Linked DNA regions of Pan troglodytes: all the other regions are linked to region 3. The links are chromatin contacts, called in public Hi-C maps. All regions are on one chromosome and are shown on one strand. The core of a region is the stretch at or near the end of the contact, and the rest is flanking DNA. Distances in the headings are between cores, read along the strand shown. Region 1 overlaps NEDD4L (NEDD4 like E3 ubiquitin protein ligase). Region 2 overlaps ALPK2 (alpha kinase 2). Region 3 holds the start of NEDD4L (NEDD4 like E3 ubiquitin protein ligase).

The links. A called contact is a pair of places that touch in the nucleus more often than the background predicts.
Region 1: a contact with region 3 is called in a Hi-C map of stem cell-derived neural progenitor cells, with 4 times the contacts expected there. The contact joins the enhancer-like site here to the promoter of NEDD4L in region 3. A contact is called at or near these places in 1 of 7 Hi-C or Micro-C datasets (stem cell-derived neural progenitor cells) and 1 of 1 datasets of contacts at active chromatin or transcription factors (stem cell-derived excitatory neurons).
Region 2: a contact with region 3 is called in a Hi-C map of stem cell-derived neural progenitor cells, with 5 times the contacts expected there. The contact joins the enhancer-like site here to the promoter of NEDD4L in region 3. A contact is called at or near these places in 1 of 7 Hi-C or Micro-C datasets (stem cell-derived neural progenitor cells) and 1 of 1 datasets of contacts at active chromatin or transcription factors (stem cell-derived excitatory neurons).

The regions. Positions count from the first base shown.
Region 1 is chr17:68,379,965-68,383,815 of NHGRI_mPanTro3-v2.0_pri, reverse strand. NEDD4L (NEDD4 like E3 ubiquitin protein ligase) reads right to left here. Exons shown (of 31, transcript XM_001140979.7): 6 at 1,542-1,592. Among named protein-coding and RNA genes, the nearest start is that of MIR122, 130 kb to the left of the region's middle. Within about 2 kb of position 1,760, at least 6 of the 24 cell types and tissues checked have an H3K27ac peak or open chromatin away from gene starts, as enhancers often do. A contact at or near this core is called in stem cell-derived neural progenitor cells, where this site is marked.
Region 2 is chr17:68,558,271-68,562,351 of NHGRI_mPanTro3-v2.0_pri, reverse strand. The region is part of intron 12 of ALPK2 (alpha kinase 2); the gene reads left to right. Among named protein-coding and RNA genes, the nearest start is that of MIR122, 44 kb to the right of the region's middle. Within about 2 kb of position 2,666, at least 5 of the 24 cell types and tissues checked have an H3K27ac peak or open chromatin away from gene starts, as enhancers often do. A contact at or near this core is called in stem cell-derived neural progenitor cells, where this site is marked.
Region 3 is chr17:68,101,289-68,105,034 of NHGRI_mPanTro3-v2.0_pri, reverse strand. NEDD4L (NEDD4 like E3 ubiquitin protein ligase) reads right to left here and starts at 1,252. Exons shown (of 31, transcript XM_001140979.7): 1 at 746-1,252. The coding sequence starts at 793.

The sequences.
Region 1 (3,851 bases), core at 511-3,010, 280 kb before region 3:
GGTGCTGCTCACTCACTCAAAAAAGAGCTTGTCAGAGCAAGGTTTTTAAACATGTCACTTTTGCCTCTTACCAAATATTAGAATATTTGCCTCTCAGAAAATAATTTCCCTTGGCCAAGATGTGGTTTTTACATTAGGGAAAGGGTGGCTGGAGACGTCCATAAAAGAGCTGGCCCATCAACCAACACTGTCTAAAAGTGTGAGAAGATCGCAGCTTCAGTCTGAAGAACATACACAGAAGACCTCCCAACGTAGAAGGATGCGAGGTCTTTGCTCACAAAAGGTGAAATAGTCACATCCTCCCAACGTGACCTGAGAAGAGCAGTCAGGTTTCTGATGGCTCATGGAGTAGGTCTCACGCAGAAGCCCCGGGCAGGCCCCTCCCGTGGCACCCTGGAGCTTCAGAGTTTTATAAAGAAACAAACAAGGTATTTTAAGAATATCACTTTCACTTCCAGTCCTTTGGAACCTTGCAACTTTCTTCCTTAACAGCTCCCCTGAGTGAGTAAGAGTAAATTACTTGCTATCACCTTCCTTCACAACACATCTTCAAAGCTTACTTGGTATTTAACATATGGAAACAGCCATAATTTCCACACAGCAGGAAGCTTATGCTAGGGGGTTAAGTCACTTTACTTTATAGACTATTTATGCTACTTGCTCACACAAAGCATTTAAAAAAATAACACAATGCCCTTGTAAGGCAGAAACATTCGCCTTTCCTCTCTCAGCTGCTACTTCTATCACGTCGTCGTGCTGCCCAGGGAAGAAGGCCAGGAGGAAGGCTGGGACAAGCCGGAAAACTGAAGCTGGAATAGGAGATGGGGATCCACCTTTCTCAAGGCCTCCAGGTCCCAACTACACATTCTGTCTGCCCTGCCTCCTGTTTCGGGTGTCAGCCCTAATACCCGTCACTAGTCAACAGCCTCGACTGCTCCGCTACTTTGAGCAGAGAGAAATGGCAGCGCCACACATGCTAACTCAGTGCGTGTTCCAGCGAGGGTGGGTGTTCCCAGCTGACAAGTTCACTCAGAATGAACAGGCTCTTCTTTTGTCACCATGCTGACTGAGAAAGCCAGACACCAAAATCTGGGAAATGCTATTATAGTTTGTGTAGAGGTATCCAAGAGAAATGGCATGTGCGGTTCCAGACAAAGAGTGCAAACATCTGATGGGACCCGGAGGATGCATTAGGAAGCAGAGACAGTAAGTGACAAGAAGGGAGGCCTGAGTGAAGGAGGTGTCTGTTTTGTAAGATGTGATACACAAAGGTGGAGCAGCTGAAGTGCAGAAAAGAGAGGGAGCTGGTGGATGGGAACGCAAGCGCACGACTCAGGCACCCTTGACTACTCTTACAGCCAGCTTCTCCTCCATCCCCTTGAAAGGACCACTTTCCAGAAAGGACTAAGGCCACAGCACACATGCTTCATTTCAGCCTTCTCCACCGTGGTGAAGAAATGCCACTCTGAAAATATGCTGACTACAGACAATTAGAAACCCCCGCCCCCAGCACGAAGCATCAAACATGAGACTGTCCTTACCGGAAGGTGACTAAGGGGCACGTCCACCTGGCCCAGGAAGTCGTCTCGTGTCTGTTAGGAAGAGAACAAAGAGTTAGTGTTTCCATTTCTTCACTGAGCGTCAGCATTTCCTAAAAATGTTTTATCATGAATAGAGACAAAGGTCCAGGGCCTGGCACTGGAATGTGGAGGGCGGAAGGCCCCGAGGAGACACGAGTAACCACACCCCGGGAGACCAGGAGCCCGTGCGCCTGGACTGAGCTGGCTGAGATTCTGTCTGGTGTCTGCTACCAAGCACAATGCTATGGAAGCCTCTGTAGAAGCTGGGAGAACATGATCAGTCAGGGAAGAGACAGGCAGGGTTTGAGGGCACAGCTGGGCCCAGCTGAAAGAGAAGATGGCAAACAAATGCTGGGAACATTTTAATAAGTGTTTACTGATCCAATGCTAAAAACTAAAGAGCTTCTTGAGAGCTGAGAGCCAATGGAAAAAGTATATGGCCTAGTTAACAATGCATCTTACAAACTGCATCTCACAAAAAAATACACACTTTTTAAATCCAGTAAGTACATTGTTTTTTTTAATCTAGTAAGTGCACTGCTTCAGAATCCACGTATATGGATCAGGTCCTGCTAATTTCTGGACACACCATGCCTCTCCCTCTCCACATCTACCATACTGCACGTATCTCTCCCGACTTCAAAGAGGCCCAGGTGAAAATCATTTGGAGACACGCACCAGTCCCCTCTAAGGCTCTGGGAGTCATCTGGGAAGTCATGATTCAGCTCCACAGGTCACTGGCCTGGACCACACGGTGTCCGATAGACCACAGTCACACTATATCCCTCAGTTACGGTGCTTGTGGCATGGCCTCTGACGTTTAGATGACCCGAGAAGCAAACTGGAACACAATGACTATTTGCCGCTCTCATATAAAAATATGCAGTTGGTTCCACCACATTCAAAATGCGTAAAAGCTGGGCAGTTCTTTAGATATGATGAGACCAGCCCCATAGCCAGCTTCAGCCACCTAAGAAGGAATCCAGCCTACCTGGTGCTGAATGCTGGCCTCTTATTTCTACTCTGCTAGTTTACAGAGAAAGTTTCTAATTCACATATGCTATTTTTCAAGTGTACTTGAAAAACATTCTCTTCTTCCATTTAAAAGGAAGCAGCAGGTAAATATGAATGAGATTTATTGAAATGACTTGCTCCAAGCATAGCAATTCCTTTTAGATAATTGAAAAAATTTGATGAACTGGAAAGCCATCTGTCTCCTCTAAACAATCCATACTGGATAATAAAAAAATCAAAGTTACCACGGTTTGGGTATGCATGAAGAATGAGACTAACCCCAATCCTTTTGATGAGATTTTCATTTCTTTTACTTTCTTAGCTGTATCTGCTACAACTCAACGTGGAGACGCCTCATCTAGCATAGAGCGGTAAGAGGAGGTGCCCATAGATTCTGTATGTCTTACCAAGAGCAGCAGTCAGCAGAAGGCCTTGAGAATAATGACAGCCTTGCTATCCAGCTCACAGACCTAATCACGCTGCCCCAGTGACTCACACCAATGACAGTTACACAAGGAGTTAGGCAGTGTGCCTGTTAGTTCTCTATTTGGCTGATTTCACTATTTTTTTTTTTTTTTTTTTTTTTGAGACAGAGTCTCTTGCTCTGTCGCCCAGGCTGGAGTACAGTGGTGCAATCTCAGCTCACTGCAACCTCCGCCTCCTGGGTTCAAGCGATTCTCCTGCCTCAGCCTGAGTAATTGGGACTACAGGCACACACCACCACGCCCAGCTAATTTTTGTATTTTTAGCAGAGATGGGGTTTCACCACGTTGGCCAGGCTGGTCTCGAACATCTGACCTCCAACGATCTGCCCGCCTCGACCTCCCAAAGTGCTAGGATTACAGGTGTGAGTCACCATGCCTGGCCTGATTTTGCTATAATTTTAAAGCTAATATAAATATCAGTTAACTGTACTATAAAAAAAAGAAATTCACTGAATATTGACCATAAATTGTCTGCTTAATGTGAGCAGAGTAGTGTGGCCACTTGCCACCTCTCCTCCTCCTGCTATGGCTGCTAACGTGGGAAGGACAAGACAATCAGCAGAAGGACAAGACAATCTTATTCAAAGCTGTTTCACAGCCTGATAGCTTTGAAAGGCTGCCCATGAATCACTAACCTAAGTGCACTTCAACAAAACTTCACAAAATATCTACATGCCCGTGTTGTTTTGCCAGGGAGACATCTGAGTTCTAAACTGATAAAACAGGTTAAAGCTTTGCCCAGACACCAAAAGACAGGCACCCAGTACTAATG
Region 2 (4,081 bases), core at 1,417-3,916, 460 kb before region 3:
GCTGAGAACAACTTATCCATGGGAGCTTTCTGGTTACTTCAGACCATCAGTGTCAGCCACAATCCAACAAATATGCTAATTTTCAGCTTCAATAAAGGACAGAGAGAAGTAGAGGAATCTGAAAACGTAGGAAGGGGATCGCTCTTTCTTTTAACCTCCAGGTCAGTAAGTCTGATTCATGAAGTTCTCGCCGATTGCACAAAGCTTCCAGTTGGGTTTTAGAACCAGAATGCGGTTTGGACATTTTCCCTGGGATGGCTCAGTGATGATGAAGTTTTATGTTGGAACTGTCTCCAGGCTTCTCCCCTGTGCTCACCAGAGACCTGGCGGGCATACACTTCAGGGAATTGGGCGTGTTCTTGGGCTTGTGAAGACAGCGCATTAGGAGGGATTATGATGTAGTGGGGACGAAGGAACAAGGGATTTAGAGCTAGACCCAGTTCATACTCTGATGCTGCTGCTTCCATTTCTCCTGATAGTAGCCTCGCTTCTTGGCATCGTAGGAATTTGCCTAGCCTACCTGATGAGGGGGATGAACGTCTATTGCAGTTTCCCCATCATGGTACCATTTTATGCCTGATGTTCTCACATCCCATACGCTTTAGCATTGATCCTGAACAAGTGTACCCATTTAGAAGATAAATTATATGGTGCCCTATTTATGGAGGCTTCTGGACCCCAGAAGGATTTTCCAAACGGAGCCTTCCTTTCCAGGCTTCATGTGTTCTGCAGAACCTTGCAGATGCAAGCATCGGCCAGCCCTAGTTTGAATCCTGGCTTCTCGTCATACCAGCTGTGTGACTGTGGGCATGTGACTAAGTTCTTAAAGTCAGTGATGTACAGCATGGGGACGCTCCAGCTTGCCCTGAGTATTCCCCCAGTTAATCTACACCTAGCCCCTGAAACTGGAAGTGAGCTAGATAAATATTAGTTTCCCTTCGCTCCTCATGTCTTAGCCTGACACCAGAGTAGGCAAATTTCGTGCTGTTATTTAGAACAACTCTCTACCAAAACAAAGAAGAAACCTGCCCAAGAAGTTTCAAAAATGAAGATGGTCGTGATTATTTAAGACATCTTTTAAATTCAAGTCAATAGCTTCCAGGAACCCAGACCCACTGGGAGCTTCGAATGGTACATTTTTTTTCCTCCTGATTTAAAAAGAAATCCAATCCTTTGGTTTTGTTCTCAGCTTTAATGTGACTTATCTGGCCCGGGACAGCTGCCCAAGACCCATTAGAAGCACTGACGGCTGGAGCCCAGTGCAGAATGCTGTCTATAAAGTATTACTTACTCATTGCCTTCCCACCCAAGGAGAGGCCAAGGAGCAGGAGCTGGGAGAGGAGGAGATTCTGAAGTGTTTGAGAGCTTTGGCAGGGATATTAGATCTTCTTGTCTTTTGTTTTTTAAAAACTTTTCTTTAAACTTTACCTTTTTAAGCCACAGTTTTTTTCCCAAAAGAAATATATCTTACAATCACAGTTTGAAAAACTGATGAAAAGGGAAAACTTCTCCAAACAGAGCATAAGAGGTGGTTGAGAGACCTCTTTAGAGGCTCCTGGGAACCCCTCTGGAGTGGAAACCAGTGATCAAGCCCGACCTCCTCACTTCACAGGTGAGGAGGCATGGGGCATGGGGCATGGGGCATGGGGCAGCCTGCTTGCTGGCAGGAGTCAAGAAGTCTTTCCTGCTTGAAGTCAGCACCCCAAAGTGAACGGCAGATCCTCAATGCTGGGAGGCGAGGCACAATTGAAAAAGTTCTCCAGTGAATGTCAAAGCCGCAAAAGGGAGCTAACTCATGAGAACAGACTTGGAAAGGGCTCAAGTTCAAGGGCACTCTGCAGACAGGAAAGTCCAGGTGGGAGGCAAATGAGCTGGGGAAGAAAGGAAGGCGAGCATTGCAGACTGCAGACAGCAGGAGAGAAGATGGAGGAATAAGGGTTGATCGAGCAAGTTCTCTTGATTCTTAGCAAGCAACTGTGAGTGAGCTTAGTTCATTCATGATGCAAAGGGAGAGTCGCAAGTTCTATGGGGGGGCTGGTACCTGGCAGGGTTCAGCTGGGGGAACAGCACCATCATAAGAAGCAGTGCTCCGTGTGTCATTAAAAAAAAAAAATTCCCATATGTCTCAATCAGGACCATATATTTGGCTGCTGACACCCCAGTCATGCAACCTGTTTTGCTGTCTTGTTCAATGAAGTCAAAGGCTATGATCCTATTTCAGGAGTAATTACTCTAATCTCATAAAATAAAATAGAGAATTGTCATGACTTACTCATTTTAATTCAACTTTACTTCATTGTATGTTCCTTATAACAGGAGTATGTCATATTTCTCTTGGGAGCCAGAGATATAAATATGTCTGGAAACACATCCCCTGTACCTCAGCCACCTCAATCTTTTGGCAAATGTTGAGTACAAAAATTTCAAGTTACAAAGTATGGCAAGTAAGATTGTTTTGACATCCAGTAATCCACTTTCTAGATAGACCCAAGATACTAACCCGTTGAACAAATTTCTGATTGGAAATTACACAAGGAAAAAAGGCCTAATTTTATAACTGGAGATTTGGAAATGTAACCTAACCAACTCCAGACCGATCTAAAGCCATGCGTGCAGTGGAGCCGAACTGCAAACTCATGCTTCTCTCCAGCCAGTCGGGGAGTTCCCGGGGGAGGCGACCAGATTGCAATTCAACCACCAGAGGGCTCCAGAACCAATACTTTGCCCTTTGTAGTCTCCCCTAAAAAGCCAATTTCCTGTTGCCAGATTGAAATAAAACAAAGAAAAGTACCATTAGCAGATTTCTTCCCTGGCAGTAAGCATTAGACCAAAATAAGATTAATATGGACAGCCATAAAGGACACCCCTCGCAGTGGCTGCCAGCCAGCCTTGCATCTTTCTACCCTCGGAGGAAGGAACGACGAGGCTTAAGGATGTGTGGCTTGTGTCAAGCGTCCCTGACATGGAAGCCAAATTCCCGAGACCCTGGACAGAAGCCTGGATGATTCATTCATGTAGCAGGAGGAGAGCTGCCTTGAGAAAGCAGGCTCCATTGGGGTCTGTGTGCCTAGCTCTGGTCCTGGCCATGAACAGGAGAAAAGATCAAAATAGACTCCCACACTCGGCCAAGCTGAGTTCCAAAAGAAAGGCTCTGCCCTCAATGCCCACAAGCAGATGGAGGGGACGGCAGCCACCTGGGATGCTTTGCCCAGTCACAAGGCCGAGCCACCACCGTACCTGGAGAGGAAGGGCCAAAACAAACTTGGAGGTGGGAAGAAACAATCTAATCCGAAGAAACACGCCCCGAGAATAGGCTTATGTGCATGAGTGGTGACTCCAGGCAGACTATTTAAAGCAATGCATGAGTCTGCCAGGAGAGGAAACAAAGGGACATTGGAACAGAATTCCTGATGCCTTTAAAGTGTCTCATAGCAGGGCCATGTCACTATAGAACACCAAACATTTCAGCTGAGTCCCCAATGCCAGGCATCAGCGGACCAATCTCACAGGCCTGTCAGCTTGAGAAAGGCAATTTTATGCCCCAGATAGCTCCTGTCCCCGCCTGCCACATGGTCACCTGTCCCGGAAGGCCACCTGCATCCCATCTTCATCCGGTCAGGCCATTCTGTAGTAGGGCTGGCTGGCCCGCTGGCTGATTTATGTGGCTAGTCTTTGCCATTAAGGAATTTTGGAGGCTGAAGGGAAGTCTGAAGGGAACAGTGGTGATTTTCGCAGTTTTTGGCAAGGCAGACCCTACTATAGCAGTGCTCTCAGTGTATGGGGGAGTCTCCCAGGCCCAACAGAGCCAGCCGGGACATGCCCCCTCCATGGAGGGACTAGCACAGCAGTCTCCTGGCCTCTACCCAGAAGTCTTACAAAGGACAGTTCTGTTAAAGTGTCTGGAATTGGGATCCATGGGTTCCTCCCACTCCTGACCCTATTCCCTAGTTGTCCCCCTGCCCAGTCCATTCCCCAGGACCTGAGGACTCAGGGACAGGTGCTGCATCGCTTGTCATCCAGCTTCAGAGATGAGTCTGAACAGAGAGAACGTCTAGAGAAGTCTGGTAGATTTGAGATCACC
Region 3 (3,746 bases), core at 3-2,502:
TTATTAATAAAAGAGATCAATTAAGCTTTCCTCTCCCCACCCACCCCGGAGGTGCCGGGCTTTGAATCCTCGGGAGGAAAAAATGGCAGGGCTGCAAGCTTCCTCCCCAAGTTTCCAGGAGCACCTGCCACCAGCCTTGAACACCTCCCCCACCGAGGCTCCGAAATCCACAATCCTGGCCGTAGACTTTGCAAAACGAGGGGAGGGACACACGCAGCGTGTCCCCCATTCCCGCCGGGATAAGCACGCACAGGCTTCTGAGCGCCTGCTGATCCACACAATCATGAGAGAGAAAGTTCCAGGGGGAAACGATCCGGCTTCTCCGCAGTCCCGGGTCTCCAGCCGCGCGACCCAGACGTGACATGCATCATGGACTCCCGGGCTGCAGGGGCGAGAGGCGGAAAGTTGCCCAACAGCCCCGGGAGACGCTGCTTGGAGAGGAAGAGGCAAGAGAGGCACGCATGCCCCCTCCCTCTCCTCCCAAAAGCGAGGAGCTGCGGAGTGAACCCCCAGCTCCAAGGGCGTCGCGCCGCTTTATTTACAAACAATGAGCTCGGCTTGCGGAGGGTGGAGGGTGCGGAAGGACCCAAGCTCCCCTGGATCCCGCTCCGGGGCGCTCCCGCTTTGGGGCTCCCCTGCAGACGCTGGGCACGAGCACCCCGGGGACGGCCCCTTTCCCCTCCCCCTGCCGGCGCGGGATAGGAACTCCCCGGGGAGTCCCGAGCAGGAAGGGGGTGCCACTCACCTCGTCTTCGGAAAGTCCATAGACCGGCTCCCCGAGCCCGGTCGCCATGGAGCCGGCGCCCCGCGCGGGGTCTGAGGCGCTCCCAGCGGCTGTGCTGCGGCGCGGACGGCCGGTTCTCCCCTCTGCCTCCAGGTCCCCCCGGTCCCGCACCCTACCCTGCGCACGCCCTGCCGGGTAAGCGGCCGGGCGCCGGCAGGTGAGGGTGCCCGAGAGCGCGCCCCGGACGCTGCCGGCACCGCTTCCTCCCGGAAGGCTGCGGGACCAGCGGGCGGGCGGCTCCCGAGAGCGCGCCGAGCACCGGGCGGCAGCCCCGGCGCCTCTCCCTGCGCGCGGCGGCGGCGCAGACCCGGCCGGGCTTTCCCTCCCCGCGACCCGCGCCTCCCTCCCGCCCCGCCGCTCTCCGCCCCTCTCCGAGCCTCCTCTGCGCTCCCGGGGACCCGGCTCGCCCGCCTCCTCGCTAGCTCCGTCCGGGCCCCCGCTCTCTCCGCCCCCTCCTCCGCCTCCTCCCACCGGCGCCGCGAGGGTACCCTCCCCGTTCGCCGGGGCGGGCGCACGCGCCCCCCAAGCCAATCACAGGCCGGGCTGGGGAGCGGGCCGCAGGCTGCGGGGGTGGCGGAGTTCAGCCCCACGCCCACCCCGGCCCGGGGCCTCCAGCGCGGCGCGGCGCGGCGGGGGTCACCCGGCCGCGGGGCGGATCCGCAGGGGCGTGTACTGGCGCGCTTGGCCGGCGCCGCCGACCCTCCCTCCTCTCCCGGGTTCCCTCCGCTTTAGGGAGGGGGCGGGCTGGACGTTTGGGGGCGATAGAGGATTTTGCGAACAATAACAAAAACGCCCTGAGCGTTTCTTCCTCCCGGTGGTCTTTTTACCGAGAGCTCTGAGCTCGCTGTTAACTGTGAAAAGGGGAAAAGATGGATGTTTCTAGACCCCTTTAAATTCTTTGCGGCCCCGACGAGCAGGACTTGTCTACATTGTCAGCTCCCGGGAGCGAGCCGCCCGGCCCGGCTGCCAGCCGAGGAGAGGCTGCCCCAGTGTGGCCGCAAGTCGCCATTGCCTGTGTCAATCTTGCAGGGAACAAAACCAACATAGCGCCCGCCCCGGTTACACACCCACCCACGCGAAAACAGACAGCATGGTTCTTCGAATAAAAAGCAGTTCATTTGTGAGCCGCAACGTGAAATATCAAACTCAAGCTTAAGGTTATCCTTTGCATATGCAAATGATCGAGACGTCTTATTAGCCACCGTAGCTAATAAGACCCACCTCCCAGCTACTGTTTCTCTAGCAAGCAGTTCATTTAATCCTTCCGATTTATAGGACTGCAAGAGAATACTTTAAATAAGTGAAAGAAATTCGTCAGTCGACTTTTTCGGAAGCCTTTCCTTAAATTTAGATGTTAAGTGCAGTTGGGAGTTCAAAAAGAAAACAGACGCAGAACATTCCATTTGCCTTTGAAAAGGAAACGTCAAAGTGCCTACTTGGGTATTACCAGGATGCATTTAGGATTTTCGTTCAAGGAAGTTAAGAGAGAACTCGCGTGACCCGAAAGAATCATATTCCTCGTTGCCAGCTACATAACTATCTGCTGTTCGTCCTGTTAGTTCGTTTTCATGCTACCTTAAGCTCTCCTTTGCCTCCCTGCAGCATGAGTGGCTTAAAACCTGTGCCGTAGAATGGGTTTCCTTTGACGACTTAGCCCCATGGAGTCAACATCCTACTCAGAAGCCTTCTCTAGAAGTCTTGAGCCATCAAGTCCACAGTACTTACAGGCCACAAAACCCCCGATGAGAACTATTTATGGAGGACTATTTAAAAGTCAGATTTCTGTCCATTCTTTCAATACTGAGGTTTTTCAACCCTTTCAAACCTCGAGTCTTTAGGCCGGGCACGGTGGCTCAAACCTGTAATCCCAGCACTTTGGGAGGCTGAGGCGGGCGGATCATAAGATCGGGAGTTCAAGACCAGCCTGGCCAATATGGTGAAACTCCATCTCTACTAAAAATACAAAAATTACCCAGGCGTGGTGGCGGGCGCCTGTAATCCCAGCTACTCGGGGAGGCTGAGGCATGAGAATCCCTTGAACCTGGGAGGCGGAGGTTGCAGTGAGCCGAGACTGCGCCACTGCACTCCAGCCTGGACCACAGAGCGAGACTCCGTCTCAAAAAAAAAAAACAAAACAAAAAAAACCGTAAAGTCTTTTGATAAACAAAAGGTACACGTGCACACTCTTTCTCTCTCTCTCTCTCTCTCACACACACACACACACACACGCATTCTCAGATGCCCTTGCCCTAGCCTGTGACCCTCATGGATGGGAGTCAGTGCTTCTCTACCTACCCTCACTAGCCAAGCCTTTGTAAAATTTGTACAGTTTATATTATAAAGGAAGAAAAGTAATTGAATAATAATGCTAGCATTTTGGGAGGCAGAGGCAGGAGGATCATTTGAGACCAGGAGTTCGAGACCAGCCTGGGCAATATAGAGAGACCCCTGTCCCTACAAAAAAAAAAAAAAAAATTAAAAATTAGCCAGGTGTGGTGGCATGGGCCCATAGTCCTAGCTACTCAGGAGGCTGAGACTAGAGGTTCACTTGAGCCCAGAAGTTCAAGGTTACAGTGAGCTATGATTGTGCCACTGCACTCCAGCCTGGATGACAGAGAAAGACCCTGTGTCTCTAAATAAATAAATACATAAATAAATAATTCTTAAAATGTGCTGATAGAAAATTATAATTTCTAATTACACACGACATGCCTTCCACATCCCGGAGGTACACAATTCCAGGCTTCGCCTTTGGGTAAGGCTATGTCATCTGGAAACTGTAGAGGGGTGTGGCAGTTTCTCTTCCTGTCTTTTATCATCTACTCCCACACACCCACCGCAACAGCCTATAGCCCTGCACTCAGGGTCATGTCCTTGTCTTTCCCTGAGGGATGGTTATTAGGAACTATAATATGAAACTTGCCATATGTCACTTATTGTGGGGTGTTTATAAAATCGTGAT